7 separate regions of the Mus musculus genome follow, and all the other regions are linked to region 3. Evidence: chromatin contacts called from public HiChIP or PLAC-seq and promoter capture Hi-C data. All regions are on one chromosome and are shown on one strand. Each heading gives the region's core, a stretch centred on a gene start, on an enhancer-like site or on the middle of the called end of the contact. The rest is flanking DNA. Distances are from core to core; before and after follow the strand shown. Region 1 holds the start of Fam131a (family with sequence similarity 131, member A). Region 2 holds the start of Polr2h (polymerase (RNA) II (DNA directed) polypeptide H). Region 3 holds the start of Dgcr8 (DGCR8, microprocessor complex subunit). Region 4 holds the start of Psmd2 (proteasome (prosome, macropain) 26S subunit, non-ATPase, 2). Region 5 holds the start of Vwa5b2 (von Willebrand factor A domain containing 5B2). Region 6 holds the start of Dvl3 (dishevelled segment polarity protein 3). Region 7 holds the start of Abcf3 (ATP-binding cassette, sub-family F (GCN20), member 3).

The links. Promoter capture Hi-C pulls out the DNA fragments that hold promoters and counts their contacts. HiChIP or PLAC-seq counts read pairs in DNA pulled down with a chosen protein or histone mark.
Region 1: a contact with region 3 is called in a promoter capture Hi-C map of hippocampal neurons, with 2.5 times the contacts expected there. The contact joins the promoter of Fam131a here to the promoter of Dgcr8 in region 3. A contact is called at or near these places in 9 of 39 promoter capture datasets (the 3T3-L1 cell line, the C10 cell line, cranial neural crest and 6 more), 7 of 484 Hi-C or Micro-C datasets (LSK cells, embryonic stem cells, gonadal supporting cells and 1 more) and 1 of 115 datasets of contacts at active chromatin or transcription factors (embryonic stem cells).
Region 2: a promoter capture Hi-C map of pre-B cells shows a contact between it and region 3, with 5 times the contacts expected there. The contact joins the promoter of Polr2h here to the promoter of Dgcr8 in region 3. A contact is called at or near these places in 6 of 39 promoter capture datasets (the C10 cell line, cranial neural crest, hippocampal neurons and 2 more) and 2 of 9 other capture datasets (adipose tissue and liver).
Region 4: an H3K27ac HiChIP or PLAC-seq map of extraembryonic endoderm stem cells shows a contact between it and region 3, with 27 times the contacts expected there. The contact joins the promoter of Psmd2 here to the promoter of Dgcr8 in region 3. A contact is called at or near these places in 6 of 39 promoter capture datasets (the C10 cell line, cranial neural crest, frontonasal cranial neural crest and 3 more) and 2 of 115 datasets of contacts at active chromatin or transcription factors (extraembryonic endoderm stem cells and large pre-B cells).
Region 5: a promoter capture Hi-C map of the C10 cell line shows a contact between it and region 3, with 3 times the contacts expected there. The contact joins the promoter of Vwa5b2 here to the promoter of Dgcr8 in region 3. A contact is called at or near these places in 5 of 39 promoter capture datasets (the C10 cell line, cranial neural crest, frontonasal cranial neural crest and 2 more).
Region 6: a contact with region 3 is called in a promoter capture Hi-C map of liver, with 4 times the contacts expected there. The contact joins the promoter of Dvl3 here to the promoter of Dgcr8 in region 3. A contact is called at or near these places in 4 of 39 promoter capture datasets (the 3T3-L1 cell line, the C10 cell line, cranial neural crest and 1 more).
Region 7: a promoter capture Hi-C map of hippocampal neurons shows a contact between it and region 3, with 3 times the contacts expected there. The contact joins the promoter of Abcf3 here to the promoter of Dgcr8 in region 3. A contact is called at or near these places in 6 of 39 promoter capture datasets (the 3T3-L1 cell line, cranial neural crest, hippocampal neurons and 3 more), 2 of 115 datasets of contacts at active chromatin or transcription factors (astrocytes and embryonic stem cells) and 1 of 9 other capture datasets (adipose tissue).

The regions. Positions count from the first base shown.
Region 1 is chr16:20,693,764-20,697,379 of GRCm38.p6, forward strand. It overlaps Fam131a (family with sequence similarity 131, member A), which reads left to right and starts at 1,294. Exons shown (of 6, transcript NM_133778.2): 1 at 1,294-1,414; 2 at 1,976-2,118. The coding sequence starts at 1,327.
Region 2 is chr16:20,716,357-20,719,835 of GRCm38.p6, forward strand. Polr2h (polymerase (RNA) II (DNA directed) polypeptide H) reads left to right here and starts at 1,470. Exons shown (of 5, transcript NM_145632.2): 1 at 1,470-1,638; 2 at 2,468-2,551; 3 at 2,635-2,728. The coding sequence starts at 1,566. It overlaps Clcn2 (chloride channel, voltage-sensitive 2), which reads right to left and starts at 280. Exons shown (of 24, transcript NM_009900.2): 1 at 1-280.
Region 3 is chr16:18,287,652-18,291,121 of GRCm38.p6, forward strand. Dgcr8 (DGCR8, microprocessor complex subunit) reads right to left here and starts at 1,517. Exons shown (of 14, transcript NM_033324.2): 1 at 1,452-1,517.
Region 4 is chr16:20,649,679-20,653,190 of GRCm38.p6, forward strand. It overlaps Psmd2 (proteasome (prosome, macropain) 26S subunit, non-ATPase, 2), which reads left to right and starts at 1,974. Exons shown (of 21, transcript NM_134101.2): 1 at 1,974-2,173; 2 at 2,566-2,622; 3 at 2,915-3,079. The coding sequence starts at 2,039.
Region 5 is chr16:20,588,790-20,591,965 of GRCm38.p6, forward strand. It overlaps Vwa5b2 (von Willebrand factor A domain containing 5B2), which reads left to right and starts at 1,364. Exons shown (of 20, transcript NM_001384105.1): 1 at 1,364-2,109; 2 at 2,363-2,511; 3 at 2,591-2,761. The coding sequence starts at 2,373. Gm35685 (predicted gene, 35685) reads right to left here and starts at 1,813. Exons shown (of 3, transcript NR_168482.1): 1 at 1,095-1,813; 2 at 469-511.
Region 6 is chr16:20,515,736-20,518,864 of GRCm38.p6, forward strand. It overlaps Dvl3 (dishevelled segment polarity protein 3), which reads left to right and starts at 1,251. Exons shown (of 15, transcript NM_007889.3): 1 at 1,251-1,620. The coding sequence starts at 1,460. It overlaps Gm16618 (predicted gene, 16618), which reads right to left and starts at 2,045. Exons shown (of 3, transcript NR_167658.1): 1 at 1,904-2,045.
Region 7 is chr16:20,547,032-20,550,453 of GRCm38.p6, forward strand. Abcf3 (ATP-binding cassette, sub-family F (GCN20), member 3) reads left to right here and starts at 1,572. Exons shown (of 21, transcript NM_013852.2): 1 at 1,572-1,714; 2 at 1,935-2,082; 3 at 2,204-2,283; 4 at 2,713-2,759; 5 at 2,973-3,070; 6 at 3,171-3,293; 7 at 3,390-3,422. The coding sequence starts at 1,642. It also overlaps the pseudogene Gm15760.

The DNA of each region.
Region 1 (3,616 bases), core at 44-2,543, 2.4 Mb after region 3:
AACCTGCGGCCCCCACCTTCCCGGGCTCCAGGCAACTAGCCTTTTGTATATACATACTTCATTGCCTACACCTACCTCTCTGATCTCAGTGTCTTAGGAGTGGCTCTTTGCTGTGAACCTGCCTCTCCTACCTGGGTGCTCTCATCCTCAGGAGTCAGTTTGCAAATGCTGGCCAAGTACCCCACCGAACGCTAGTTTTTGCCTAACACTTGCTCAGAGCGTCTCCCAGCTGGTTGATTAAAGGGTCGGAAGCCCCAGGTGGAGCATCTGTGAGCAAATTGATAACCTCTCACGCTCACAGATAATTTTATTCCTATTACCCCCCCCCCAAACAAAACAAAACAAACAAACAAAACAAATCACACTTATTCCGAGCAGAAAAAGTCCAGGTCTTCCTATAGCCGCTGAGCCCTGCTCAGGCCTTCTTTTCCATGAAAACATGTATGTGGTCGGGGGCGGTGGGGTGAGGAGAGAAGCACTTTAGCTCTAGGTCAGCCAGCCTACCTCCTGTGTCAAGGAATTAGTTCGGAATGGGTCCTGGGATCTCCAAGCAGGTGGTCAATCACACAAAGCATTAGTATGGTTGATGTTTGAGGTCTTTTACAAGTAAACTCTGGCTGAAATGTGGACTTCCCTTAAATTCTGGGATTTGTAGTCCCAGAAATAACCTCGTGGGTTATGAATTTAAGAAGTGGCAAGGCAGCCGGGCGTGGTGGCGCACGCCTTTAGTCCCAGCACTCTGGAGGCAGAGGCAGGTGGATTTCTGAGGCCAGCCTGGTCTACAAAGTGAGTTCCAGGACAGCCAGGGCTACACAGAGAAACCCTGTCTCGAAAAAAAAAAAAAAAGAAGAAGTGGCAGGGCGCTCTGACTCCTGGTCTGCACGGAGTTCAGGAAGTCATCCTCTCCTGTAGTCAGGGAAGAGTGTGACTGACCTCAGGACTGGCCTTGAGTACCAGGTAGGCGTCTGGCATAGCCAGTAACCTGTTTTCTTTCTGGTTGGTAGCATTTCTGGGGACCACCAACTGGCTGAGGCCCAGGGACAGAGACGTCTGCTCCAGCTAAAAGGTTAGTTGTGATGTACGTGGCCAGTTGGCACTGTGTAAGCTAAGATGAGCCTCAGCCCCACAAGCCAGAGAACTTGGCGAGGTCCCTGGCACTCCCACTTCCTCAAAGCTATGAGACAGGAGTGTTCTCCTTATGTGACTAGGCATAAGTTCCAAGTGGGGAGGGGACTGGCTCAGCATCCGGAGCCAAAACAAGAATAGAACTGGGAGCTGGGCCTGAAGCAGTTCAGGCTTTGGGCTCTCTGCATCAACACAGCCAGCATGCCTATGATTTCTGTGCTGGGCAAAATGTTTCTGTGGCAGCGCGAAGGGCCTGGAGGACGATGGACTTGTCAGACAAGTCGCAGAGGTGAGAGCAGAGATCATGGATGTGATCTGGGAAGCGATGGGAAACTGAGCAAAAAGGAACACCAGGTGTGGAGAGGAAACTCTCTCTGGTTTAGATATTGGGAAGCAGACTGAAAGGGAGAGACTCGGGTTGGGGCCATTAGGTAATGACTTACAAGGGTGAAACTTAGAAAAATCATGGGTTTGTTGGGAGTGATAGCCCAGTTGAGATTGGTGAGAGGAAAGAATCCTGGGGAGAAGGAGAGTGAGAGGGGGCCAGTGCTGGTGGGCAAATTTCATGCACTTTTCAAGGGTTGAGATGCGGGCGGAGAGGTCAGGGGTTACTCATATTTGGGTATGAGTAACGTAAGTTCTGATGGCAAAATAGTTGTAGAGGAAGGTGTCCTTAGGGATGCCACAGTCAGTTGTGGGATAGGGGGTTTCAGGAGAGTTATGTGCGTGAACTCAGATTGTCTGCGAGATGGGGGAGGGGTAATAAAAAATGACACGGCAGCACGGTGAAAATGGCAGTCTTGGTAGAAGTGGGAATGCAGATGAACACCGTTCCCTCCCGACTCCTCAGTGGCTTCGGACCCTGCCTGGGCTGTGGAGTGGATCGAACTCCCTCGAGGTCTCTCTCTGTCCTCCCTGGGATCTGCTCGAACTCTCCGAGGCTGGAGTCGGTCCCCCCGTCCTTCTTCCGTGGACAGCCAGGACTTGCCAGAGGTGCTGCGCCTTTTCTGTGCATGTTTGGCGGCGGGGGGTGGGGGTGGGGGTGGCGTTCACATTGAGGGTTCGTGTGACCCCTCCCCGTTCCTGCCTCACCATCCTGCTTCGGGCTCTTTTTTCCTGCTAGCGGAGGCGCTATCCGGCAGGCCGCCCCCGCGCCGGTCTGCTCTGCTCGGCGTGGTGCCAGCGGGCTGGCTTGCTAGCGCCTTCGGTGCTGACGTCAGCGCATCCCAGGCCGTATCCCGGGAGACCCTGTTGCATGGTGATGGGTTGCCAGGGAGATATACACCTTTTTCTTTGGGCCAGGGCCGCAGCTGCGCGGAGCGTCGCTGGGCATGGATGGCCCCGGCTGGGGGAAGAGAGGGGAGGGAGGGAGAGCCGGCCAGGAAACACCCGCCAGGTTCCCCTTCCCACAGGCCTGGCCAGAGGCTATCGGCGCCAATCTGGAGGCCCTGTCAGTCAGGTACTGAAGGAGAGGGACGGAGGATGGGCCTGAGGTCAAGGGGCAGGTGGAGGCCGCTTGTGCCAATTGGAACCAACCATAATGGAGGAGAATTAGGTAATGCTGGGAAGGGGGTGTGTGCTTCAGTTATATTCAGCATAGGAAAACATTTGCTGGGGCTTATCAAGGGACCGTTAAGTCAGGTACAGGATGGAGTTAGGAGTCCATATGGATTTAACTCTGACCCTGCCATCTCCTGCTTCCTCCGGAGTACAAGGCAGTCAGTACAGAACATGGGAGGGGCCGTGCGTGAGAATTGAGGGTGTGAAAAAAAATAAAAATATGGGTTGAAGCATTATTACTAAGAGACACTTGTGGCCTTGAGTTACAGGGAGCGTTGTGTAAGATTCTTTTTGAACCTTTTGATGGCCTTCTTGGTCTAAAAAGCTGGTTCCTTTCCCTTGAGGCAGGCAGGATGGTGAAAGAATTTGGTGGTATTGGCAGAAATGAGTGCTGGACTTCGAGAAAGGCCAGGAAAAGGCAGAAGCTTCCTTGTGGCAAAGTCCTTAAGTGCCTGAATAACAGAGGAAGAGCCTGAAAAGAGACGTTCTTTCTTTTAAAAATTAAAAACATATATCTTTAATTAATTATATGTGTGGGTATGCCCATTGAGCCTGGAGGTGTTTGACCTCCTGGAGCTAGATTAACAACAGCGACCTGATGTGGATGCTGGAACCAAACTTGGATCCTATGTGAAAGCAGCAAATGCTCTTAATCTCAGAGGAATATTTTCATCTCTCTAAAAAGTTTTCTTTTCCCCTAAAACACACACACACACACACACACACACACACACACACACCAAAAAAACATTTTAGATTTATTTAGTAATTGTGCAAGTTTTGAAATGAAGCCATTTTGATGCACTTTACCCTTGGGAAAGTGTACTTTATACCTTGTCTTATTCACTTGGCCCATGCATTTACTTATTAGCAGGCATTGTTTAAACACTGGGCTGCTGCAGTGATCATACACTAAATTCCTCAAAGAGGC
Region 2 (3,479 bases), core at 220-2,719, 2.4 Mb after region 3:
GGTGCGGGGGCCGGGCGGGGGCGGGTCTGCTGGCACGTGGAAGGGACGGGCTCTCCCGCGGCTGCAGCGTTGTGCGGGAGGGGCTGGAGATGTGGGGACTCTTGAACTGGGGTAGGGGGCTACTGACAAAAGCTAATTCGGGCTCTCTAAGCCAGACCGGACAGGGGCAGCCTCTGCTTCACACTTTCAGGCGGCTCAGACGCATCTGGGAGGATGCCCGAGAGCCGGCTCCCTCCTTGCCTCCCTTTCTCCTTCCTTTCCTCCGGGTTCCCCCGGGAAGGTGCACCTGGAATGGCTAGGCCTGGAAAGAGGGGCGGAGGTGGAGGTGGGAGGGGACGGGAAGGGGTGAGGCCCGAGGGAAGGGAGCTATTGGTGCGGGGGAGGCCGCTCCTGGGAGGCGGGTGTGTGTGTGTGTGTGGGGGGGGGGGGGAGCAGAGGTCGCTCCTCCCAGGCACCGCTTAAGGGGGAATTTGAGTAGCTGCTGACGCCCTGAGGAAACGGCCTACTGAGGCTCCACATTGTCTTTCGGGGTCCTGGGAAGGACAAGAAGAAGGTGTCGAGGGCACAAAGAGGATGGGCAGCGTTAGGTTGGAGCCACTGGAGAGGACAGTGTCCAGAAATCTGTGGAGAAAGAATAGTACCAGGATGAAGACTCATTCAAGAAACAAGAGGGTGCCCAGCACAGGGGCTGTAATGAGAGGAGGTAGCACCTAGAAAGAAGGTATTGCGAGCTGTCGCCTCCCAGTGAAAGGCGCACTTCAGTGTCCAGAAGAGGGTGGTATAGTGGGGTGACAGGCAGTACCAAGTTCAGTTGGCAGTGTTCTAGGGGATCAGTGTGAGGCTAGTGCCAAGCAGGGCCAAGGGAAGACGGGAGTGGCGAGGAGGTGAAGCCCCAGGGGAGGGCACAATGCGGGCTTTCCTTTCCCCGAGAGTGACATCATGGCAAATTCCCAAACCGGACGCACCCGGCTCCGGTGATGTCTAGCTGGTCCGAGCCAGCTCGCACCAGCTTTGGGGATCTTGGTGACAGTCTGAGGGGCTGGGCACCGGGTCCTGGAGGGCTGGTGCTCTGCGGGCGGGGTTCTGCTCCACCTGCCTGCAGCGCGGACTGTGCCCTCGGCCGGCACGCGGACTTCAGGGAAGGGCTAGGGCCGGGCTTCTCTGGGCCAAGGATCAAGGTTCCTGGCTGGGTTAGGCCCCCAAGCTTTCCACGCTTTGGGATCCACAGTCTGAAGAGGGCGCCGTCGAGCCGGGCGCAGCGCGGTACCCCGTCGGAGGTGGGACTTAATCTGTCCCCGCCTTGGACGGAGTCACCGAGTTTTGAGACTCGCCCACAAGGCCCGAGCACCTCGGAGGTGGCCCTTCCCGGCGGAAGTGAAGAAGCCCCGAGAAGGAGGCAGCGGAAGTGGCTGCGTGACTGCAGCCCGTGCGCACGCGCCCTCGGCCTCGTTGCCGCTTTTGGGGCGGTACTCTGCCCTGTCTTACTTTTCTCCACGTGAGGGGGTGCGCGAATCCCCAGTGGTGGCCGCGCGCTCACATCCTCTGCAGCTTTCGTGCCCTTCGCGATGGCGGGCATCCTGTTCGAGGATATTTTCGATGTGAAAGACATCGACCCAGAAGGCAAGAAATTTGACCGAGGTAAGCGGTGTCGGGGCGGTAGGAGGGAAGTGGCCAACATGCCCACCCACCCCAAGTGGCTGGCCCGCCCCACCCTCTCGGTACCTCCCTCAGGAAACAGTTTTTTTTTTTTTTTCGTGAATGAGAAACTTGAGACAGCTTTTTCTATTATATTTGCGGTGCCTGGTGCCCGGTGGGTGGCCCTTAGCTGGGTGCTGGCATACCCCTGGGAACCTTTCTAACTCCCTACACAGTTATTATGTGCTCTACCGTGCTCTGAACTTTATTCTTGGAAAAAGTAGATGGTGCCTTATCTCTTTTGTTACCCCAGGTCTTGCAGCGAGTTACCTACCTGCCTTCCTAACCAATAATTTTGTATTAGCCTAAGAACAAGTTAGCTCTTTCCGAAGCTCTCTGAATTTCATTCAGTTGACCGCTTGGTGTATTTATTTTCCCAACGATCCGGAAGTTGTTTCTTCTTGGTGTCGCTTAGCCTGGAGGCAAATGTCTTAAGACAGATGTCAGTTTTGAATACATCCCTCAGATTCCCTCAGCAGTGTCTCCTGCTAGAAAGAGGAAGTCTCAGGACCAGTGAGACTCTAGTCTAAATCATCCAGGCGTTTTTAGTTAGAGCCTGGAGACTGGCCACTGCTGGAGGAGCTTTGCCGCTTGCTTGGGACCCTGTCACTTGCTGAGGTTACTGCCTTCTTCCCTCTTGTGAATCTGATTCTGATTGCAGTTGTGGGAGGCTGGTGGGTGTGTGCATGTTAGATGATTTGATCTCTTGCATTTGACCCCAAGCTGGCATCGATAGACTTTGTAATCATGTCTGTCATGCACTCTTCCCCAGTATCCCGGCTGCACTGTGAGAGTGAATCTTTCAAGATGGACCTCATCTTAGATGTAAACATTCAGATTTACCCTGTGGACTTAGGTAAGTATTGAATACGGGCAATGGCAAGAGGATTTTGGTCTTAGGTGTCTACTTCTTTACCCTGATGTTGCTGCTCTATTCAGGTGACAAGTTCCGGTTGGTTATAGCTAGTACTTTGTATGAAGATGGTACCTTGGATGATGGTGAATACAACCCCACAGATGACAGGCCTTCCAGGTGAGGTAGCAGTAAACAAGTGACTAAGATAAGAATATAGTGCAGAGAAAGTATAATATGTAGATTATGGATATACATATGTATAACTATATGTTATAGAAAATTTGATTTCTTGGATACAATATGTATTATATACTATGCACATTACATGACAATGTATAACATAAGTTATATAATGTTATATATTAGATATAATATATAACATGTATGTTATAGTATATAATAACATATGTTAATACTATATATAAGTAACTATGATGAGAATGTAATGAAGTAATATAATATATAATTTATTTATATATTATATATAATGTTGTACATTACATATAATATATAGTACATATTATATATTACATATAATGTTATATAACATATGTTCTATATTATGTATATATTATAAAGAAAGAAAAACGTAAGTATATAGGAAAGTCTTTACTTCTAGAGATAAATGATTGCTGTCAGTGGAATCTGAATTACCTTAAAGGCATTGCTGCAATTAGAGTTCGGACAACTAGCTGGGCAGTGGTGGCACACGCCTTTAATTCCAGCATAAGCACTTGGGAGGCAGAAGCAGGCAGATTTCTGTTCAAGGCCAGCCTGGTCTACAGAGTGAGTTCCAGGACAGCTAGGGCTATACAGAGAAACCCTGTCTCAAAAAAAAAACCAAAAAAACAAAAAACAACAAAAAAAAAGAATTCAGACAACTAGACCTGGATGTGATGGCTTTTGTCTATAATCCAGGATTCAGGAG
Region 3 (3,470 bases), core at 267-2,766:
AAAGCTCACCAGATAGCTTGGACAGGGACTTTAGGTTACAGTTTCTGGGAAATGGTCTGGTGTTGTAAACAGGTGGCAAGGCTTCTTAGGAGATACATGCAGGCCTATGAGAGGCACCAAGGTGACTTTAGACAGGCATAAGGATTGTTCTGGCACGGACTGTGGTTATCTCTTGGAGTGAATCAACCTATTTGGTGTTAAAGTGGAATAGACAACTAGAAGCAGGAGATTGGAGATCAGAAGGGAGGACAGACAGTACTGGAGATGGGAGTCATGGAAGATGTCAAAGGAAACTGATGTGAAAAGTACATAGGATCACATGGGAGGGGAATGATGACAAGAGAAGGCCAAACTGGGCAAACCAGTCAAAATCATGTTTCTCACAAGGTAAAATTCAGACAGCCACTGTGAACTGCCTGCTCCACATGTTTGGCAACACAGCTCAAAGGGTAGCCCTCCTGCCTGTAAACCTCACTATTCTTCAGCTGACTGGACCTATGGATGCAGATTTTGATTTGCCAATTAGACTGTGAGCAAGTCAGACCCACTGCTGGCTCCCCTGGACCCTGGCACAGGGCTTACCCAAAACATGTGAACAACTCCTACTTGCTGAACGGATGGCCAGTGCTACAGCTGCAGCCTCCCGCTCAACCCAAAGGCAGTATGACCTCATCAATTCCTTTGTCACCCCGCAAATCCTATTCTAAACTGAAAGGCCACACTAGCTGGGCCAGCCTTTCACTATCTTCGGTTAGTGATGGATTACAGTGGGAACTGAGCCACTTCCAAGGCTGGGAGTCTAGTTTGAGCCAGCAGAGAGTGGGCACCCTAATAGTGATTGGCATACAAGAGTCAACAACCCAACACAGGACATCTCTGCATCTGGCAATAAGGTACATGCAAGCATGCAAGATGGCAAATCAAATTCCTACCATCAGCAACCCAAATCCACTGGATGATACTACTTGACATGTATCGCTGTCAACAGGTTGCCACTTGCCATTTATTTCTACAACGTTCATTGTTACTGTAAAACCACATTCTGATAAGCTACATGACACTTCATCCACGGGTAATTTGGTGGAGACTTGGGCGGTTTCTTGGCTTTTTCCAAACAAAACAGGCGGAGTTCGGGGCGTTGAGGTGTCCCTGCCCACACCTCTCCCGCCAGAAGGCGAGGCAATGGCTTCGGGCCCACCGCCCAGGGGGCTTCGTTACCAGGCAGACAGCACCCTACGTTCATGATGCCTGGGCTCCGGGCCCGGCCCCCACTGCACAAAGGCCGCGACTCCGCGTGGCCCAGCCCGCCTAGCGCGCCGCGCCCCGCCCCGAGCCCCGGCCTGTGGCCTCGCCCGGGAGGGGTGGGGGTGGAAGGAGGGAAGGAAAGGGCGCAGCCTCTCCAGGCCGCAGCGCCCGCCGCCCGCGGGGCGCCCATCGCGCCCCGCACCTACCTGTGGCGCCCGCGACCTGCCCGAGCCGCCCGCAGCCCGACCACAGCCGGTCGACCCTCACCGACCCCGGCGCCGCCACAACCCGCGAAGGCCCTTGCAAAGCGCTCGGCTCTTGAGACCCGCTGCCGCGCGGGCGAGCGGAAGGCGGGCCTTGGCGGAGGGCTACCAATCACGGCGCACGGCCTCCGCGCATTGGGGGAGCCGGGAGCGGGCTGAGGCGGCCGCCAATCGGCAGCGCGAGGCGCGCGCGGCCCAATTGCGAGGCGCTATGGAGACCGGGATGGGCGGGACCAGCCGCAAGCCTGGCACTTCTAACGGCTGTCGCTCCGGGTGGGGCTGAGTTGCGGCCGCGGGGCGCGCCGGGAGAGAGGCGCGTAGAGGCTGCCGGGAGCCGGGGAGCGCGGGAGTGCGAGGGACGCTGGGAGCTCATCTATGAGCTGGCCTCTGTTGAGCTCAATAGTCACTTTTGAGTTTGCGAATGACAATGGACCTCCGGCTCTGGGTCGTCCCAAGGACAATGTTGGAGGTACACCCATCCTAGAAAGTCAACGGATAAGATGCGCGATGCGGAGGATAGGAAAGGAGTTTTACTCGCAATATCATCACACCAGGAAGGACAAAGATCTGATGACTAAAAATGTTCGCTGTGCTTACAGCATCCTCCGTGTCAAAAAAGGAAGGAGAAGCAGAGCCGATTGGGGGTCCTTTTAGTTTGGGGTGGACCTTAGGTAGGCCTTGCAGACTTGTGTCAGTGCCAAAGACCATAAAGAAACTTAAGCAGTTCCAGACTCATCTGACACCCGTGGTAGCAGTATGAGACTTAGGAAAATTCTTTAGGACAGAAGTGACTCAGAAACAAAATGAAGTTAGCCAGGTCTGTTCCTGAGCCCTTCAAATCCCGAACCCACAAACCATTACTTCATTGCTATAAGCCCGGGACTAAGGTGGGGATAAGTTATATTTATACTATCCAGAACCTCAAATAGTTTAGCTTTCCTTTAGGTTCTGATTCAAGTCAATAAGTGTAATAAAAATTTTATAGAAAACTGTCTGCCGTTAGGCAAACACTTCAGTAATTGCTGCTGGACATGAAAAGTGGATGCTAAAAACACGACTAAAGGGTAACATGTTGAAGAACTCACGGTCTCAGCACACTTGTGTTAATGCTAAAAGCACTGAGTTATATCCCTAAGGTTGGGGAGATTGTATCTATTTTTTTTTTTAAGATATATTTTATTTATATTAGTACACCATTGCTCTCTTCAGACACAACTGAAGAGGGCATCAGATCCCATTACAGATAGTTGTGAGCCACCATGTGGTTGCTGGGAATTGAACTCAGAACCTCTGGAAGAGTAGTAGGTGCTCTTAACCACTGAGCCATCTCTCCAGCCCCAATTGTATCTATTTTAACAAAATAGAAAAGTTTCTCCCCAAAATTCTTAGAAATTGCAAATGGCCGGTCAGTGGTGGCCCACACCTTTAATCCCAGCACTTGGGAGGCAGAAGCAGGCGGATTTCTGAGTTTGAAGCCAGCTTGGTCCTACAGAGTGAGTTCCAGGACAGCCAGGGCTACCAGAGAAACCCTGTCTTTAAAAAAAAAAAAAAAAGAAAGAAAGAAAGAAAAGAAAAAAGAAAGGCCTGGCCTGGAGAAATGGCTCAACACTGACTGCTCTTCCAGAGGTCCTGAGTTCAATTCCCAGTAACCACATGGTGGCTCACAACCATCTGTAGTGGGATCTGATGCCCTCTTCTGGTGTGTCTGAAAACAGCTACAGTGTACTCATAAATAAAATAAATAAATCTTTAAAAAAGAAAAGGCCACCAGCTGTAGGAGGCACAGAGGTCTATGTGCTTACAGATAAGCATTAAGGGATCCTGGAATATGGTGGTGTTCCTTCAAGGGAAGGAGTGCCAAAGAGAGGAGAGGTCAAAGAGTCCATGGCAGAAATGGCAGGTTTTTGTAGGAATCAGAAGCTAAGGGAATCCAGGGAAGACATGAGGTGAAGAGATTTAGGT
Region 4 (3,512 bases), core at 724-3,223, 2.4 Mb after region 3:
CACATACAAAAAATAGCGACTGACCCAATATCATTATGTAGCTTTAATGGCAATCTTAGTTGGCTAGATTTATAGTACTTAGCAGGAATTCCCTCCTGCTGAGCAGGACTCAAGTCCAATTAGGTGGTTGTTGGTTACCCTCAAAATAAAGTGACGTTGTTGCAGCTTTGGGAGTGTTACACTGAGCTGGTCATTCTGATTTATACGATTTACAGCTGGCTAGGACTATTGATTGCTCTTCTCTTTGGCAGCTTACAGAGCGCCTTAAGACATTGTGAGAGCCAGACCTCAGGGAAGAGGCCTCCAGGTCAGTTCCACTCAATTCCTTAGCAACAAAGCCTTACCTTCAAGTTCTGGTAGGCAACCAAGGACAACAGCAATAGCTTATATTGTTTTAGGAGTCTCTCGGACCCTCCTGACCAACAACTCTGAGGAAGGTTTTCTATGCCTGGCCCTGAGATTGTGTTAGTCGTTGGCTCTTGAGGGGAGCATTATCACCCCAAGTGGTGTAAAAAGTTAGACACTATTAAAACTTTCAACAGGGTCTCATTGTGTAGTTCCTGGCTTGCTTAGAACTCACTCTGTAGACCAGGCTAGCCTTGAACACACAGAGATCCACCTGCCTTTGCCTCCTTATTTAATCCCAAATATTGGGATTGAAAGTATGGGCCACGATGCCTGGCTCATTTCTTTCTTTCTGTCTGTCTTTCTTTCTTTTCTTTTTTTTTTTTTTTTGTTTTTTTTTGAGACAGGGTTTTTCTGTGTCCTGGAACTCACTCTGTAGACCAGGCTGGACTCAGAAATCTGCCTGCCTCTGCCTCCCAAGTGCTGGGATTATAGGTGTGCGCCACCACTGCCCAGCTCATTTCATTCTTTAAGTGTTCTTACAAGAGAAACTTTTTGTACTTCACATAGGCAGAAAACAGACTTAATTTAGGTAGCTTACCAAAACCACACTGCTGGTGCATGGCAGGATTTGTTTCTAATATCATGTTTTGAAAGTTTGAGTTTCCCACATTTTTCCAAGTTTTTATTTCAAAACAATGTATTCCTACAAAATAACTTGAAATATATCCCAACAGCTTTTCATATCCTCTTCATCTGGACTCATCAGCTTCTTGATAAACCTTTTAGGGCACAATTTCCAATTCATCTCCAACATACTAATTGGTATGTGACTGTTGATTATATATATATATATATATACATATACACACATATATACATATACACACATATGTATACATGAAATATACATACTAAATATTTATATACCATACATATGGTATGTGCCTGATATATGTATGCATGTATGTACGTATGTATGTATTCTTATCTGTGATAGAAGTCATAGAAACAGAAACCGGTAGACATTTCCTACAGAGGACTATACGGCTATAGAACAGGCAGAGCAGCAATGGGCTGTTCAATCTCTCTCCAAAGGCTGAAGAAGTCATTGGCAGTGGAAATGGATGGTTATGCCTAGAATCCAAGATCTACACGCATCAGCAGCTCATGTCTGTAATGAAGTTATTCTCTGCTAGAAAGTAAGTTCGAGGCTAACCTGGGATAATAAATAAGTAAATTTCATCTTCACTTTGGGGGAAATGGTTTGCGGTTACTATTCCACAGTAGTAGTGGCATAATTACACCGAAGTCACACAGACTCGGTCAAGACTTGAAGAGTTTTGAGCTCATAGAAATCTCCTACAGAGGACTAAAGCAAGCATGAACATGTATGGACGTCCTGTCTTCAGGATGACCTTCTCATCGTACCATGCATCCAGTTGTGGTGAAGCTACAGGATCGGAGAGCTAGGCATCTCTGCAGTCAGACCACCCTTGCACGCACAGAGACACCCTAACTCAACAGTAGCCGTTCGGGCTGGAAGCCGGAACAGTAATTCCCGTCCTGCTCCAGAGGGCGGGACTCGGGATCCGCAGGGCGCTTCCGGTCTGGAGGACAACGCGCGTGGCCTTCTGGGAAAAGGGGCGGTGCGAGCAGGTGCGCGCGCAGCAGGCCGGCAGTAGTGGCGGAGATGGAGGAGGGTGGACGAGACAAGACACCCGTGCAGTCCCAACAGCCCTCCGCGACAACCCCCAGCGGCGCGGACGAGAAGTCGAGTGGCAAGGAGCGAAGGGATGCCGGGGAAAAAGACAAAGAGCAGGAGCTGGTGAGGCGCAGCCTGGGGAGCCCGAGGAGGAGGCCTTGGGCTGAGTCACTGCTGGCTCGAAGGCCTCGGGCCCGACTCCGTACTGCCCACCGCACCGGGGAGACTCAGGATGGGGCGACCCTTTCTTTATACCCTGCCCGCCCCATTACGCACTGTCACTCCCTGAGGCCCTCACCATCACATCGCGGTTCTTTGGTTATTTCCTAGAATGGCTTCCAAGCAGAGTCTGCCTGGTTCCTAAGGTAGACAGCCTTTCCTATAGGGCTGCTTCCCTATCCCACGCCCTCTTCTTGTCCATAGACATTCACACTCTTCACCTGTCCCGGGGTAAGTGGGAGGAGAATGTGATTCGGGTCCCCACTTTTGATGAGCTTCTTCCCCTAACCCTCCAGTCTGAGGAGGACAAACAGCTTCAAGATGAACTGGAGATGCTCGTGGAGCGACTCGGGGTGAGTCAAGATGTTACTACAGGGGGAGTATAGTTGATGTTTCTCATTTGTTTACTCTATTTCATTTTGAGGCAACAATTAGATACCACATATTAGATATTACGATAATTTGAGGGAAGAGTTACAAAGGGTATTTAAATGGGGTCATGGGTCTCAGGTCATTTACAGGGGTTGAGGCATCATGAAATAGGAGCCAGTTATGTCTTTGACCAAAGCATTGGTTAAGTATGTATGGGTCGTGATGTGGAGAAATGTGACTCCTTTTGGTCTGAGCATTAACATCCCCTATTAGGAGAAAGATACATCTCTATATCGACCAGCTCTGGAGGAACTGAGAAGACAAATTCGTTCTTCTACAACTTCCATGACTTCAGTACCCAAGCCTCTCAAATTTCTGCGTCCACACTATGGCAAATTGAAGGAAATCTATGAGAACATGGCCCCTGGGGAGAATAAGGTAATTCAGAATATGGCTGGGACCTGTCCAGTTGAATAATTCCTTTTTTAATGCTAAGTCACTGAAAGCCTAGTGGACCCCATCTAGCTGGAAAGTTCATCACAGTGAGACTGATTCTCCAGTGGAAAGCCTGAGAATGCTTCTCAGCTCCTTAGAAGTTTCTGCTTCATTATATCTTAAGATTTTCTTAGCACGATGTGTTTCTGACTTAATTTAAAATTTTTATAGTGTGTGCATATATGTGTGTGCCTGAATGCATGTGCTTGTATGCATGTGCATATGCATAAGTGTCACGCCTATGCATGCCTAAAGACCCTCGGTCTTTATAGTTGGTTTTGGGATGTCTTTTTGATTTTGGTTTTTGGAGGTTTTTGGGATGTCTTAATAGGTGCTGGGATTTGAACTCTGATCTTCATGAGCGTGCAGGAAGTCC
Region 5 (3,176 bases), core at 114-2,613, 2.3 Mb after region 3:
TTCTGGTGTCTTTCAGCAGGTGTGCATGTCATTTATGTGCATTCATGTAGGCAAAGCACACGTGTACCTGTGAGAGTCAATACTCTCTTTCCACCACGTGGATCCCAGGAATTAAACTCTGGTTATCAGGTTTGTCAGCAAAGTGCTTTTTACCCTTACCCACTGAGCCATCCCTAATTGTGTGTGTGTATGTGTGTGTGTGTGTGTGTGTGTGTGTTTGTATTTGTTTGTTTTGCTTTTTTCCAACTCTGTGTAGTTCTCCTGCACCACCACTGCATGGCTCCAAATAGTAATTTTAACAAATGGTGTGAGTTATTGGGTGTCTATATGTAAAACAAACAAAAACTCTCTTACCTCAATCTCACAGTTCTGACTGCTCCCACCTACAGCACTCCTTAACTTCTTTTTGCAGAATTGGAATAGGGCATCTTTAGGAGTGCTTGTAAGGGTGACCCCAAATATACTTACCTTCGCTCACTTCCCGGGGTTCCCAGACTCTTCCCTCAAGATCCTAGAGGAGATTTTACAGATCTTCCTAATGTTTTGCAGTGAGAAACACGCGAAAATCCTGCCAATTTCAAGGAGCCTGTTTTTCTGAGCAAGAATGCCCCCACCTTAGGTGCTAGGCTGACGAATGGGAGGCGGGGACCACTGCTGTGACAGGAGCAGCCCCGCACCCTTGGGAAAGCTAGAAGGCTTTACTCTGGAGGCCCTCGTGCAAGGAAGCCGTCCTGCGCATCCTCCCCACTCCCAGAAAAGGAAGGGTATAACAACACTGCAGTGAAGGAGCCCAGGGTGCTTCCGGGTGGGAACGCCGCTGCAGTGATGGGGAGACTGGATTGAGGGCAACCGCTTTGGTGAGCACACAAACGAAGGCACATGCCGCGAAAGGGGAGGTTTCTGCAATAACCTATTTGCTTCTTGTGGGGGGCGAGGCCTAAATGGTTTCCGATGCGGTGATGAGGGAGGGTCACTGCAGTGAGCGGGAGTCCACCCAGGGCGGGGTGGTGGTGGGTGGGCCACTGCAGTGTTGGGAAGAGGGGGGGATGTGTTTGCAGACTCGGCCGCCCTGTTTTGCTCACGAAACTCCTTACCTCCAGAAGGATGGAGAGGGGGCGCTCAGCTTCACTGTGCCGTTGGTGGGGGTCGTGCAGTGGCTGGGGTACTGGCTCTCTGCACTGCGGTCTCTTGCCTGGCTCTGCCGGCCTGAGCTGACGCGCGGAGGCGGTGCGGTGCCCGAAGGAACTGAGCCGCAGCCCCCTCCGCAGTGGCGGGCGGGGCAGAGGCGGGCTGGAGGGGCGGCCTCTTGGAACCCGGGCGGGACTACCAGCCAGCAGCCCGGCTGGCGCCCCTCTCCCGACTCACAGGATCTCAGTGGTAGTTCCGAGGTGGATCGCGCAGGTGCAGGAACAAGGGGCAGTCTGGACATCAGAGGAAGCATCACCCACTCTTGTCTGGTCGCGACGCCCCACAACTCCACCAAGAAGTGACGGTGAGGCTTGGGCTGCCCAAAGGGAGGGGGCGATCCCAAGACCCACCCTGTAGCATCCCCTGTGGCTACCTAGTCTCAGGCCAGCCTGGGCGGGGAGAGCCGCTCTAGATCAGATGACATGGACTCCCGCTGCCGCGACACCTCTGCACATCTGACTTCCCGAGACGCATTTTCCCGTCCCTTTCTAGTTCTTCCTACTGCAACCTTTCAAGACGGTCTACAGCCTCTCTCAGTACTCCAGTCACGAAAGGCAAGGAGAGATAAAGACTGCAGCCTTTTCAGCTCCCGACCTCACCCTGTCCCTGGGGACCCTTGTGAGCTAGGGGCGCCTAGGGCAATGCTGGCCCTTTAAACCTTTGCTTTCCACCCAGAGTATCTTCCATCTCTCCAGAAGCACCACTTCCGACAGCTGGCAACCGTGGAGAGCCAGGAGGCAGGGGGCAGGTACGGGGGCGGTGGTGAGGCCCCGAGAAGGTGCAGGAACAGCTGTGGGCACCACCCCCCAAGCCCCCGGCTCGCAACCCGCAGCGGGACTGGAGGACGCCTGGACTGGAGGGTTAACCATTAACCCTCCATTCCCCCATTGCGGAGAGCTGTTCCCTGCTCCTGCTACCCAGGTAACGGGCGAGGATGCCCATCTTTCCATCCTTGCACACACACACACCCCTCTTGTTATCTGCCCCGCCACCTGTCTGCTTGGACGCTGCGGCTTGGGGGTGGGGGTGGGGGTGGGGGGGTCTCCCGACTCAGCCTTGCTCCCTCTGCAAGCTTTCATCCCCAGGTCCCCAGGTACCCGATAGGGTCAGGTGGCATAGCTAGTTTTCATGACGCTGGAGCGAGGTGCCCCTCATCCAGCCCCTGTTCACGCAGGGTGGGCACCATGCCTGGCCTGTACTGCCCCACCAGCTGGACGCCGCTGCCGCTCACCGACTCCTGCGTCCGGGCCTATGCCAAGGGACCCTGCCTCAGCCTGCGTGCCCGGCTTACCTACCACAACCCACAGCCCCAGCCGGTGGAAGGTGAGACCTGGTGCGGGCGCGGGGAGGTAGCAAATGCCAGGTGGGGTTCGAGAGCAGGTCTGCCTGTTCCTGCTCGCAGGCGTGTTCGTGTACCCTCTGGCTGAGGCGGAGGTGGTATCTGGCTTCGAGGCCGAGGCGGCCGGACGGCGCGTCTCCTTCCAGTTGCATAGCCGGCGCCGATCACAGGCCGCCTGCTGTCGCGCTCTGGGCCCGGGACTAGGGACCTCTACACCCCGCCGCTGCGCACAGGGTAAGCTCCGAGCCCGAGCCCGAGCCCGCGCCCTCGAATGCCAGCTCAGGTTCTTGCACCCTCGTGCCTCCGCTAACATCGCCAGCCTCCTTTCTTCTTCCAGACGCTGATTTTATTTTCCATCCATTGGTTACCCCTTTATCCAGCAGTCATGGACTGGGCATCTAACCTGAACCTGGTACTGAAAGAATGTGGCCCAGGCTGAGTCTGTCCTTCGCAGCCAGGCAGACACAATAGGCACAAAGTAGCTTACAGGGTACCAAAGACCTCTACTGTTCAGGTAGCCATAGTCTCTTTAGGTTGAGGCAGGCTATCTCCTCCTCAGTCCCTTGCCTCTTAGACTACACACATGAGTTCCGGTGAACCTATGAACGGACTAGCTCCAGAATCAAATCCACTGTCCTGTCTAACAGCC
Region 6 (3,129 bases), core at 1-2,500, 2.2 Mb after region 3:
CTATAATCTGTGCAGGGGGTAAAAACAAACCTTGAAAAGTTTTAATGCATTTTATTTATGCACAGACATTATTTGGAGAAAAAGATTAAATGAAGGATATAAACTGAAAACATGTAACTGCTACTGAATGCTTTCTGCTTATAATAAAAAAATTGGTTATGATGTAATGAGAAAAAGTCTAGAGAGGTATATAGATGTCAGATTATTAAGGGCCTTGTGTGTCATGTTGAGGGTATATGAAAGTCATATTGGGTAATGTGAAGAGGTTTCTGGGCAGAAGAGGTGACTGAAATGCAGGCATGTAATCAGAGAGAGAACTCAGAAGCTTGAGGCAGGAGAATTGTCAGGAGTTTCAAAGCCACACCTGACATACATTGTTACAGCTGAGAAGCTGAACCACCAACTGACTATAGGTAGTTTTGACATCTACTGTCCCAATCATACAGGGTTTCTCTGTTTAGCCCTGGCTGTTCTGGAACTTGCTCTGTAGACTGGCTGGCCTCCAACTCAGAGATTTGCCTACCTATCCAGTGTTTGGACTAAAGTAATGTTCCACCACACCTGGCTGCTTGCATTCTTTCTTAACTCAAATTTTTTCTTTTCTCTTTCTTTTGTCCTTTTTTTCCTCTTCTTTTCCTTTCTTTCTTTCTTTCTTTTTCTTCTCTGTATTTCTCCCTCTCTCTAAGAGAGGAGTTCCCTCCATAGTCCTGCTGTCCTGAAGCTCTCTGTAGGCCAGGCTGGCTTAAACTCACTGAAAGACACCTGCCTCTCTCTCCTGAGTGCTGGAATTAAAGGTAAGCGCTACCACACCCACTCAGTCCATTTCTCAAACTACTTGTTCATAGAGACGCTGAGATTATAGGGATAAAAACTTGAACTTGCTCAGCCCTCAAGGAACTCAGTACGGTCCGGTGGCAGCAACTGTGCTGTCAGCAGAATCCAAAAATCCGAGTTGAAGCCACCCGGCATCCAGGGATCCAGTTAGGTCTTCAAATCCATTCTCTTCTGCAGTCGGTGACACTTCTCTTCCATCCCTCCCCTCCTGCCCGGGACCCTGCACACGGTTCCGCCAGTCCCACCGGGCTGAGACTTCCAGGTCCAGCTGCCTGAACCCGGAGCACAGGGGACCCAGCGCCGCCCTGTGGGTGGGCGGGCAGTCGGCCGCAAGCAGCCAGCGCGGCTCGGAGGCGGGGCGGGGCCGCACTGGGCTCGGCCCAGAGCCGGGAGGGCCCAGGCCACCGGAAGAGTCGCGATCGCCAGCGGAGCGCCGGGAGTGGGGAGCGGAAGCGGTGGCGGGCGGCGCTGGGACCCGGGAGCGGCCGGAGAACAAGGGAGCTGGCGGCCCGGCCGGCGGCTGAGTGGGGCTGAGCAGCGGGCCGCGCCGAGCGCCGAGCTCTGCCGGAGAGGCCCGGCCCCGCTGCCCAAGCAGGCCGCGCGCCGCGGGGCCGAGGCCGGAGCCATGGGCGAGACCAAGATCATCTACCACCTGGACGGCCAGGAGACGCCGTACCTGGTGAAGCTGCCCCTGCCCGCCGAGCGCGTCACCTTGGCGGACTTTAAGGGCGTTCTGCAGCGGCCCAGCTATAAGTTCTTCTTCAAGTCTATGGACGACGATTTTGGGTGAGGATGGCCCCCGCCCCGCCTCCCGGGAGCCCGGGTCGCTCCGCTGCTAGGGGCCAACACAGCCAGTTCCGACTCCCCTGACTGCACTGGTTTCTAGCCCCGCTTCCAGCAAGGGAGCGACTCGGTGACTTGGGACACACTTGACTTTGAGGGACTCCCAGTCACCTCTTGGAGGCCTTGCCCCCCTGGTCCAGCGAGACGTCCCTCCCTAAGCAATCGGTTCCTACCATTCAAGCCCCCTCACCTCCCCACGGTCCAGCGGCCCCCCCCAGAGACATACATCCTTTCCACTCCAGTCCAAAGCCAGAATTCTCAGTCCTTCCAGGTGCCACCATTTAAGCATAAAGTTGGAGTATATTGACACCCGGCCTGCCTTCCCGGTCTTCTGAGCTCTGCAACTCAGAGCCTTATTTGGAGTGTGCTGTATCTAGGGCTGTAGCTGGTGGGACTTTGAACTGGAGAAGGAGGCGTTGGGGGCTGTTCTACCAGGCTGGATGATGGACCTGATGTTTGTCAAGCAGATTCCCCTCTCCCCTGGGCCGATGGGGTGTTGCCTGACTCAGAGGAGTTCTCACTAGCCAGGTGCTGGGGCCTTTTCTTTCCTGATGGTAGTCCCAGCAGAGATGTTGCATAGGGCTTCAGAGCCTGGATGGGAAGACTAGGAAGGGCCTATTGATGTTCTCTCTTGTCTTCCCCTCCCTACCCTGCTGCAGGGCTTTTGATGGGCAGTTTGGAAGCTGGGACTGCCCCTTTAAGAGAGGTTGGAATGTTGGAGCCTGAGGGTTTTGTAGCAGCTGGCCTGAGAGGGGGGTGGAGGGGGAAGACACACACACACACACACACACACACACACACACACACCCCTCTCCAAGGGGCTGAGGCTTGCCTACATTAACTGGACGGTCGGCCTAGAGGCTATGGAGAACACACACACACACAAACACCCTACCCCTCCCTGGGCCCTTCAAGGCCTGAAGGTCCCTCTGATGCACTTGCCTGAGGCCTGCACTGTGCTTGCAGCTGAGGCCCCAGAGCTGGGTGAGGGGAGATATCCCACCACCACCCCCAACCCCCCGCCCCCTGTGTACATTAGTCTGGCTTCTCTCCCAAGGCCTGCCCTCCCAGCCCCAGGAGGCAAGCACCTTCTGTCTCCTGCCGGACTTATTTGTCATTTTCTACCCCTGGAACTCAGCATTCGATGAATTCTTAGAAGTGTTTGTGTGTGTGTGTGTTGGAGAGTGGAGAATAGATCTATTACTGATTCTGTTCTTGCCCTGGGATGAGACTCTTGTGTGATAATGATTGTCTGGCTTTAGTCTAGAATAGGCAAACCTGGTTGAAAGACCCTGAAAATGATATATCTGGAAGAACTAAGGATAGGAGGTAGGTGTCTCAACCTGGCATGAGAGGAATAAGAGTAGGGTCTTTCTTATTATCCGAAGGAACTGGGATAATATTTCAGGGTATGCTAGGCCAGATGTCTTGAGGGGTTAGAATCGTCTTGTA
Region 7 (3,422 bases), core at 322-2,821, 2.3 Mb after region 3:
CATCTGACTTTACTTGGGTACAAGGGATCAAACTCAGGTCTTAATGCTGAGAACAGAACAAGCACTTCTCAGAGTCCTTTCTCCAGCCCCTGGCCTGAATTTACTGTAAACTGGTTATTAGATCTAGAGGTTCAATTGCTGTTTTGTTTATGCGGAAGTTAGTACAGTCCAGAATGGCCTCGAACTCCCAAATTGCCTGCCCTAGTCTCCTAAATGTATTATACACATATGGGTGTACTCAGTAGCTTACTGAGACCAGAGAATTGAGTACTCAGTAGCTTACTGAGACCAGAGAATTGAAACAAGGTTTCAAATGGCCCCAGAATGGCCTGGAACTCATTTTGTAGCAGTGGGGTGACCTTGATTTTTTTTTTTTTTTCTCCTTAGGTTTTTCTCTTTAACCCTAGTTGTCCTGGAATTCTGTAGATCAGGGTGGCCTTGAACTCAGAGATCTGCCTTTTTCTGCCTCCTGAGTGCCGGGATTAAAGGCTGGTTCCATCTAAGTCCAGCAACCTTGAATTCTTGATCATTCTATCCCTGCCTCCTGAATGTTGGAGTTATTGGCATGCACCGCACCCAGTTTTATGAGGTACCGGGGATCAAACACAAAGCCTCAGGGTAGACAAGCATTTTACCAACTAATCTATAACCTCAGGCATGCTGATAGCTTTTTTAAACTTTAACACCAAGACTGGCAGCTCCCCATTGCAATAATGCTTAAGCTGGATGAATGGGCAGTCGAGTGTTGTCACATGCCTTTAATTCCAGCACTTTGGCGACAGGCAGGAGGTTCAGTTCTTAAGTTAGCTTAGGCTCTCTAGAGAGATTGTCTCGGAAATATAAACGGGTGTAATTTGAGCGCATTGGAATAAAGTTGTCTAATTTTGCAAATTGAGTGTGTGTGTGAGGTGTATCTTTTACAGACACTTGAGATCTGCTTTGTCTGTAGACCCAGGATAAACAATGAACTTATAAAAGGGCTTGTTCAGGTTTTCTGGCAGTGGGTGATGTGCCTTGGGGTGGCAGAACTTCATTCTCAATGACCCAGTTGAACACCTATGAAGTGTGAAGGAACTGAGGACAGAGCAAAGAGGCAAGCAGAAGTGTGCTCCTCACCCAGCTGATTCAACTAGCAGGACTAATTGAAACTGATCCACTCTGGACCGAGAGTTGGCGTGAGTCAGCAAAACGCCAAAGGTGGGCGAGCAGCAGCATGCGCCTGCGGGGAAGGTATCCAAGCTGTAAAGCGACCCCCTCCCACGTTAGCCCGTGTCTAGGCATTTCTCCCCTCGCAACACCTCCCGTGCTCCCCACTACGATAAGCCTCGGGCGATCCTGCCACGCCCCTCGATACAACCTCCACTTTCCAGAAGGCAGCGAAAACCCGCACAGGTGGTAGACGTAGACGGGAAACTGGAACCGCGCAGGCGCGGAAGCTGCCACGCCTGCTGGACTCCGCGGCGCTTGCGTCCCGTTCTACTAGACCCGCCCCCTGGACTCACGCAGACTCTGCTTTCTTACGTCAACCCTGCGCATGCTCCTTGGGATGAGGGGTGCGATTTCGGGGTGGGGAGGAAGGGCAGGGAGGCGGTCCTAGGCCCAAGTCTCACCACGACTGCGCAGATTGGATCCCGAGTGAACATGGCGACTTGCGCTGATATCCTGCGAAGCGAGTTCCCTGAAATTGACGGGCAGGTCTTCGACTACGTGACCGGTGAGCGAAACTGAATTAACTGCCTGGGGAGGCCGAAGTGGAGGTTGTGGGGAAAGACTGAGGGCGGACAGTGCAGCAGACCGCTATCTGGTCTCTCTGCGTGACCTCTTATCTTGAGGGCCAGTGGGGTCTGGTGCCCCGAGTGAGCTGTACAGACACTGAAACTGCTCCTATATCCGCCCTACCCGTTGTCTGTCTTGTTCTGCGGTACCCGGCTCAGGTGTCTTGCACAGTGGCAGCGCGGATTTCGAGTCTGTGGATGACCTGGTGGAAGCTGTCGGGGAACTATTGCAAGAAGTGTCCGGGGACAGCAAGGATGACGCTGGCATTAGGGCTGTCTGTCAGCGCATGTACAACACTCTACGCCTGTAGGTGCCAAGGGAATGAAGTTGATGGGCAAAGAGAGGAGAATGGAGAACAAACGAGGGGGAAGGTCTGAAGGCTGTAAATCTTTTCTCCCAAGTGAGTGCTTTCTCTCTACCTACATAGGGCTGAACCGCAGAACCAGGGAAACAGCCAGGTGCTACTGGACGCCCCCATCCAGTTGTCGAAGATAATGGAAAACTATGGTGAGAGTGAGGGGAGATTGAACTAGCTGCCTTCTGCCTCCACCCCCAGCCACCACCTCGCTGCAGCTCAGGTCTCTCCATCTCAACAACAAGGCTTGTAGGAGCTAGCGGTATTTTTGTGACCATAAAAGCTTGTGATGGAGAACGGGGCCTGGAGGGCTCTCCAAGCTATTGTCTGTAGTAGGAGGCATACAGACCTTGAAGCTGGTTTTGCCAGTTTCGTACCTTAACCAACAGCGTGGTCTTAAAAGAGTACATTGGGCTCTTCTTAAGTGTGAGATCGTTTTGCCCTTTACTTCAAGGCTAATAACTGTCCATTTCAGTGTTATAATGCTATCTTTAAAACTATCCTTGGTTCTTGTTAGTCATTCAAAGTCTTCATTTCCCTTCTCTCATGGAGAAGGTGACTGCTTTTCTTATCACTTACAGACTGTGACACCAAACTTCCAGGACTGCTAAAGAGGGAACAGTCCTCGGTGAGAAGTGGGAAGGGGCTGTGGTGGGTGTGAGAGTTGACCGTCTACTGAATAGTGGGTGTATCTTTGGGCGAGATTTCTGGTGTGTCTTTCCCTGCGTGTTTGCTTATGTAGCGTCATGGGTAAGTTTAAGGGTTTGTTTGCAGTAATCTCTGGAGTTCCTTTTTGAACCTGTACCCTAGTATGAACTGGTTGTGTTTGGAATTCACTCAGACAGTAAATGCGAAGAAACTAGAGAAGGCTGAAGCTCGACTGAAGGCAAAGCAGGAGAAGCGTTCAGAGAAGGAAACACTGAAGACCAGCAACCCTCTGTGAGTTTGGGAAGAAGGGCTCTAAGCAGGAAGCAGGGCAGATTCTGGTATTGAAGGACTTTCGGGAGCCCTAAAAGCTGTCTGTTTCTCTTTTAAAAAGAGTCTTGGAGGAGGCGTCAGCTAGCCAGGCAGGCAGCAGAAAAGAGAGTCGATTGGAATCATCTGGCAAGAACAAGTCCTATGATGTGCGAATTGAGAACTTTGATGTCTCTTTTGGTGACAGGTGAGGGAATGGCCAGTGGCAGGATCTTTCTAATTAAAGGAGAAGGAGCTGTGTTTCTAGATGATTCTTCATCTCTCTTTCTTACCACCCCTTCAGGGTACTGCTGGCTGGAGCAGATGTAAACTTGGC